Linked DNA regions of Mus musculus: region 1 is linked to region 2. A link is a contact called in public HiCAR-type data. All regions are on one chromosome and are shown on one strand. The core of a region is the stretch at or near the end of the contact, and the rest is flanking DNA. Distances in the headings are between cores, read along the strand shown.

Evidence for each region. HiCAR-type assays count read pairs that join an accessible place to other places.
Region 1: a HiCAR-type map of astrocytes shows a contact between it and region 2, with 2.2 times the contacts expected there. The contact joins two enhancer-like sites. A contact is called at or near these places in 4 of 39 promoter capture datasets (embryonic stem cells, hippocampal neurons, liver and 1 more), 1 of 115 datasets of contacts at active chromatin or transcription factors (astrocytes) and 1 of 9 other capture datasets (embryonic stem cells).

Annotation. Positions count from the first base shown.
Region 1 is chr2:17,837,236-17,841,017 of GRCm38.p6, reverse strand. No RefSeq gene overlaps it. Among named protein-coding and RNA genes, the nearest start is that of H2al2a, 160 kb to the left of the region's middle. Within about 2 kb of position 1,462, at least 33 of the 459 cell types and tissues checked have an H3K27ac peak or open chromatin away from gene starts, as enhancers often do. A contact at or near this core is called in astrocytes, where this site is marked.
Region 2 is chr2:17,557,065-17,560,920 of GRCm38.p6, reverse strand. It overlaps a transcript of Nebl not described here. Among named protein-coding and RNA genes, the nearest start is that of Mir6419, 4.5 kb to the left of the region's middle. Within about 2 kb of position 1,825, at least 18 of the 459 cell types and tissues checked have an H3K27ac peak or open chromatin away from gene starts, as enhancers often do. A contact at or near this core is called in astrocytes, where this site is marked.

The DNA.
Region 1 (3,782 bases), core at 213-2,712, 280 kb before region 2:
GAACTCCAGGGCTGATGTAATTTTCTTGCTTTAATCTCCTGAGTAGATGTGGCAAGATATTATTATTATTGTCATTGTCACTATTGTTTCAGTGTTAAGGACTGAACTCAGGCACATTACATGCTAGCCAAGTGTCCTACCACTGAACTATGTTTAAGATCTAAAATTGATCAGATATGGTAACTAAAATCCACCGAGTAGTTATAGTCTACACACCATGTAAACTATCATAAACTTGGATATAGCGTCTTAAGTCTTAATTTTTCTGAGCACATTACAAGTTGTACACTACCTCCAGATCTGTCCCATACTTTTGTTGACATCATCCTGATTTTGTAGTTATCATTCTCTTCTGAGTGGTCACAAGCTGTGAGAGGGGTGCATTTTAAATACTAAAGCTGAATTGTGGTTGGCACTAGGCCATCCTCTGCTACATACGCAGCTAGAGCCATGAGTCCCACCATGTGTTTTCTTTGATTGGGCCATTTTCATTCAAATGACCACAGATCCCAACTCACGTGCTTACAGCTTTGACCTGATACTCTTATCTTCCAAAAGTCAGGTTCTGAGTGTTTCAGAAGTAGGAAATGTTTGCGTACATGTAGGGAAATAGCTTGAGACTGATACTTGACATTAAGCCTAAGACTCATGTTTCATATATACTTTATGCACATAATCCAGATGCAAATTAATACAGTATTTTTAAATAAGTTTGAGCTTGAAACAAGGTTTGTGTTGAATGAAGACTTGTCATATCTCACGGGCATTGAACCTGTTTCACATTGTGGAGCACTGTGGGTTTTTGCATGAGTGGTGCTCAGCTTTGGATAAAGCCTAGAACTCAGTGTTCCTCTCTGTTTGGCGCTGTTATGGCCACCCTTGGGCTTGTTACTGTGACTTTGAGCACCCCAGACACAGAACTCCATCTGTGCACACAGTAGATAGAGTAGAGCAAAGTAGAAGACTCACGTGCTTCCTTCAGGACCCCGAGGACTGACTTCTCCTTTTCAGAGAACCTTTCTGGCCCCCTGACTCTGACTAGCCTATCCTGTGTTAGTTATTACATATATAGAAACTCCCAACTGGGTAATTATCTACAACTGTGCTGTTTGGAGTGTCTACACGGTGCATTTAAAGAGTGCCTTGTAATCATGGGTGTCCTGGAAAACCAGTGCTCCCGCCAGCCAATTATCACAGAATCACGGGTCTGGAAGGGATGACAGATGTTATTAAATCCAGCTCTGTCCCCAACCCAAGCCTCAGGGTAGAACCCTAAATTTATCCAGTGTGCTCTGACACAGTCTAATTTTATCTGGAAAATGAAGCATTTCTTGGAGGGAGGGTTTGGGAGTATGACCTTGAATCTGATCACTTCCTGAGAGTAAACCCTCCCACTGCCCGACTGCCCATTCTTTGAGTGAGTCAAAGCCCCAGTTTGTCTCTTTCCTTTGTTTCACCCAGAGTTTCCAGCCTTGGCACCGAAGGATGGGGGTAGGGACTTTTGTAGATGGAACACACTTCCCAGGCCCTGTGGACAGCAGGCCTCGGGCCAACTGAGTCTGGAGCTAGCAGAGGTTCATGCAGCCTGGGTCCTCAGCCGAGGGGCAGAGAACGTCTTCGTCTTTTTCTAAACCAACTGACCTGGGGCAAGCTTCTCGTGTCGCCCTCAGGACGCCAAGTTAGCGAGAGCCTCGGAAGCCGTTCCCCTTGCACGGGCTTCCGACATCAGCTCAGCGCATTCAAAGCAACATCCACCCTCTTCCAGCATTCTCCCCAGGCTGAGGGCCTTCATTCTTGGGGTTCATTTGATCCGTTTCCATAGCAACATCCACTTGTTGCATTCTGAATCTCCCATCGAGGTCCTTGCAATTTGCCAGCTAAGCCACCGATCACAGGCGTGTGCACCAGGTTAATAAGACAAAGTCTGTTTTACTTAGGCCTTCCTCCCTTTGTCCCCTTTCCATTGAGGGCAGCCTTACAAAAGACAGGGCATTTTGGCTTTCAAAATCCTGAGACCTCTGCTCATTATCCTAGACGATACTTGGACTGACTCAGTGTGCACTCCATTTCCATGCTGTCTCTGGGCAGCTGCTCTTCTGAGCAAACCATGGCAACAGCCGGGAGTGAGAGACAGGGCCAGGAAGATGGGTTGCCTTGGGCATGTGGGTGTGTGTCAAAGGTGATACACCCCTTTATTTCAAAGGTAAGACACCCAGGGTGGAAACAATTCCATCATGGTCCTCAGCATCCTTTTTTGAAGGCTAGAATTGAAGTTGGAGTCCAAAGAAAGTCGCTTTGTTTTCAGAGAATTTGGATGTTTCATGTCGGTGACATTAATCAGAGAAGCCCGGAGCTCTGTGGATTCCTGCCGCTTTGACATCTCAGATGTGTACAGACCAGAGTTAGCCACTACTTCCCCAGGGTGTGTTTAGTCTAATAGGTATAAACCAGGACCTGCAAGATGATTAGTGATGAGAGAGAAAAAAACTCTCCCCATAAGCAGAATCGCAGAGAGGAATCCGATAAGGGGATCAGCAGATCAAAGCGATCATTGCAATTGACTATCCCTCTGTACCAACTTGAATGGCATGCTTCCTGCCCACAGCAGCCTCCCCCGCTGCCCTGAGATTTGAAGCGTACGATATCTGTTGATGTTTTGCACATGTTGCTTGTTTGTTGTTTGTTGCTTGCTGCTCCTGGAAGCATGATGGAAAACAAAGAAAAGTGCTCTGGGCTAATGGAGGTACTGCCTTGTGTGTGGCCGAGACTTTAGTGAGGGCACACGGAAGGGCAGCGTTCTTCTCTTTCAGAGACGCCAGGTACGAAGCAGGAACTGACTGGAGGTGCAGAGGCAGAAGGCTTAACTTTCAGAAGAATGCCTGAATGTTCTGCTTGTCTGGTTACATTATGGATTTTAACAGAATCCTTGAAAAGGGAAAACAGAGGAACATAACGATCCAGTGCCTACGGCTTCTTGGCTGCAGATACGCCAAATATGCTAACAAATGAACACAGACATCAAGGGCAGTCTGTGACACAGCATCGCTCTGCAGACCTATTTCAAAGGCAGGCAAAATTAAAAAGGGGGAAATTGTCTAAATTAAAAGTAAATGCTTTTGGCTGCAAACAAGCCAGTCAAACACTTAATAATGCAGTGAAGGAGCCCAGGAGATTGACTGGACTCAGTAGGTCCTGTCGGTGAGGCTGGCACACTACAGACCCTGGGAACCCTCCAGAACCTTCCGGGCCTTTGGGAAGTGGCTCTGAAGCTGATCAGGGTTGGATGGCTGACTCCTAGCTGGCACTGTCCTGTCTAGGCTTGGGAGGCTGCAGAAGTCTGGACTGGATTCTTGGATGACGTTATTCAGTATTAGCATTCCCTGTGGGCCTTGGTCTCCGAGGGCTGCTTCTGTTTCAATGCAACTTAAACAAGTCAGCTAAGCAATCAGGGAGCAAAACTGACTTCCTTCCTAGGAAACCCCAGAAGTAAGGCTAGGCAGGGCTGGCTGGACCTCGTGAGGTTATGAAAGCTGGGCGTGCTTTCTCTCTCCCTCCTTGGCCTTCCGTGGTCTGTCATTTATTGTAAGATTAGCTCTGCTCTTGGTTTTAAGGGGTATGACTATTGCCTTTAGGGTGGCATACATTCCTAGCCATGCTCAAAGACAATGAGCAAAGGCATGTCCCTCCCCAAACACCAAACCAAAGTTATAAATCTCTAACTCCAGTGTAGGCTCCTGCTCCCACCCTTGAGACGTACTCTTAAAATCAATGTGGCAAAGGAA
Region 2 (3,856 bases), core at 576-3,075:
AAAATACCTGCTATTTCTTGCTAGTTCTGTGGCATAGAGGCTATTTTAAGTTTTGAGTAGGTAGTCACAAAATGTTATTGTAGCATGAATGGATCTCAGGAGATGGTGTATCTGAAGAATTTGAAGTCTGGGATCTATTGGAATCAACTTGAAGTTTGAAGTTTTTACTTATTTAATTTACTTATTTATTTTTGTTTTGTGTTGTTTGTTTTCTTTTTCAGTGCTGGTGACTGAAAACAGGGACTTGTGTACACGAGCCAGGTGCTCTATCACTGAGTACACCCTTAGCTAAAATGAACAAAGTTTAAGCAACATAGAGGAGCTAGGATGAGCTCATTGACAGGGCCTAGTCATGGACTTCAGGGTTAATCTTTCTGAAGTTAAGAAGAGGAGACAGAAGCCGGGCGTGGTGGCACATGCCTTTAATCCCAGCACTCGGGAGGCAGAGGCAGGGGGATTTCTGAGTTCAAGGCCAGGGATAACCTTTAAAAGCCAGGCATGGTGATGAATACCTTTAATCCCAGCACGGTGGAAGCAGAGGCAAAGGACCTCTCTGAGTGCCAGTTTGGCCTATGTAGCAAGTTTTAGAGCAGCTAGAGGTACATACTAAGACCTGGTATCAAAAAAGAAGTACAAATATGTATATTTACTTATTTTACTTATACACACCCAAATGGTTAAATTTGTAGAATTTTAAAGTAGCAGTAAACAAGTAAGTGAGTAAAGTTACCTTTAAAATCCATAGGCAACTTTCACAAACTTTAAGGCACTCTATTGATGATTAAAATACATTAGCATCTCTCTTTGTGCTCAACGTCTTGAACCAAGAGCAATCACACTATTAGGTGAACAATCCAAGCAAAAACATTCATACTTCAAGACATTTCAAGTAGCAAGTCTCAGTTGTGTGAGAAGATGTAGTTATTTGGGGCATATTTTATGTAAAATATACTCTGCTGGGAAGGCAATAATTTCAACGAGCTGGATGTTTCCTGGCAACGCTGTAGCTCCCAGCTAGGGTCGGCATCACAGTGACTGATCATTCTTCTCTCTAAGAAGCATCTAGAAAGTCTGAACTTTCTCAGGTTCATGAGGAGTTTGGGGGCGTCAGACTCCCATGTAGAGTCATCTGAGTTAAGAGTCAGGTCATGCTGTTCTCTGGCACTTTCTGGTGGAGATTAGTTGTGGGAGGGAGTCTGGTCCTGGAAGATTCCTGGTTAAGACTGTAAAAAAAGGGAGTCCAAAGTTAAAAACAACAATAGCATCCACTGTAAAGGAAGAAGCATTCATCCCACAGAGGGTGAGCTGGTTGGGATGAAGTGAGAGCCCCTGCTCTGAGCACCCAGCATCTCCAGCTTCTCCACTCAGGAGTGGTGATTTTTCTAACTGAGCAGTGTTTTTAGAAAGCTCAGAAACAGCTTCATCACCTTCTGATGTGTAAAGATGGTGCAAGAATAAGCCACGAAAGTAGGTTTGGTGAATTAAAAGACAATATCAGCCCCTCTCAGCATGTTTTGTGTTAGCTGTAGTTTATGAAGAGAAGAACAGTAAAGTTGGGGGTTTCTCTCTGCTTTCCTAGCCCCTCCCACTTACTTTTGCTGGTGGATTTGTCTCCTTGGTTACCATAGAGCTGCTCATTGGTATTCCTGAGTGTTGCTGAGAAACTCCTCATAATTGCACGGAACAGGAAAAATCTCTACTTTTAGGTCTTAATCAAGCTCAGGAACCCTTTTCCTTTTATGTGGCAGGTTTATTTCGGCACAGAAATGGCAGCTATGGCCCTGTGCTCCCCACCCCACACTTCTCACGGGTAGGGTGGCCAAACATCTGTCTTCACACTTGATGTGATGATATATCCTCTGTCCCAGTAAGGCAGCACTGGCCACTGTCCCTATCCACTGAAATCATCCTTATGATGTCAGAATCTCCATTCTGACTCTGCTGTCCTTGAACTCTTGCTCTAAGTTGCTGGGAGATGCTGAGTAAAAATTTCCCTCTAAGATAATTTCTCTACATTTCCCCTTATTTTGAAGTTGGTTCTTTGCATCAGAAGTGAGGGGACCACTCAAGAGTTTTCTGATTCAGTGCAGGCATCTGTGGTTGCTAACAGGAGAGGTGACTATAAAGACAGGGCCACCCCTTAATTTTCTGAGGTAGCTTGATATAGCATTAAAATGCCCGACTTCTTAGATCCTGGTCAATGAAACAAATTATGTCTTAGTCTGAATTTTGAAAGCAAAAGACATTAAATTAATTACATTTGAATCATCTTCATATTCATCAATTACTGCCGGGATTTCCAGGGCTGAGATTTATGTATATAGTAGATGCAATTACTCTTTTTTGGATGTCATAGATTAAATTCACTGAAAGATCCCTCTGGAGATGCCTTAGCTGCACTTTGCCTCTAGCCTCACTTCCATGGAATCAGTTTCAAGTTCAAATACGTTTTGTCTGATAAATTGACTACACATGCGGGGACTAAAGAGAGCAATTAACTATGACATCAAATAAATGACTCTGTGACAAGGTGTATTCCATTTAGGACGGTGTAATTCAAAATGTGAGAAAACATGATTTAGCTAGCTGGCCTGAAAGGCAGATTAAATTAGCATGCAGGAAGAATTTGGTAATTGAAGAAATACTAACATTCAAGTATGTGCTGTGAAATGATTTTGTTGTAAAGTGGTGTAGTTCTTTATGTGGCTGTAGCCTAATTTGACATTTTGGGGATCTGATCTAATCTTGATCTATGATATAAGGTACCACTGGGTCAGATGAGGATGGAGGTGAGAGGTGGCTGAAGCCCTCTATGTCATAGGAAACCAATGTATTTTCTCCTTAATAGTTAGGGTGGTATGCTGTAGATATGGAGGGGTAACTTCTATACTCCATTACAATGATTGCCCCCATTCATCACATCTCCCTTTCAGGCATATATTCTTATGCTGTTGCCTCATGACTTTATAGGATATTCTGTTGGTCAAGATGTTATCACCCCATTGATGTCAGCCATGCCTTCATTATGTGACTCATGCCAGCCAATAGACTTGGAGCAGACATGATCTCAGCAGAGGTCTTGGATGTTCCTCTCTGCATAGTATGTCTCCTGGAACCACTGCCACTTACCATAGGACTACATTCTGGGTAGCTACTGATCTAGGAGAATGAGAAAACACAAGAGACAGAAATGAACTTCCTCTGAGATGTGGAGCTGAGTAGATACAATGGCTAATTTTCCCACCCATGACCAAGAAAAATAAGTGAGAGCTATTGTCAAGTCACTGGCTTTTGAGGTAGGTTTTTTTTCCCCTGTACCATAATCATGGAAAGAGCTAAATGAATATTCAAAAAATCTATATCCCTATGAAAGTTTCATTTGATGGTTAGATAAACAGGTTTCTTTTAAAATCCCTAACCCTCACACAATATGTACTCACTGATAAGTGGATATTAGCCCAAAACCTAGGATACCCAAGATATAAGATACAATTTGCTAAACACACGAAACTCAAGAAGAATGAAGACTGAAGTGTGGACACTATGCCCCTCCTTAGAAATGGGAACAAAACACCCATGGAAGGAGTTACAGAGACAAAGTTTGGAGCTGAGACGAAAGGATGGACCATCTAGAGACTGCCATATCCAGGGATCCACCCCATAATCAGCTTCCAAACGCTGACACCATTGCATACACTAGCAAGATTTTGTTGAAAGGACCCAGATGTAGCTGTCTCTTGTGAGACTATGCCAGGGCCTAGCAAACACAGAAGTGGATGCTCACAGTCAGCTATTGGATGGATCAAAGGGCTCCCAATGGAGGAGCTAGAGAAAGTACCCAAGGAGCTAAAGGGAT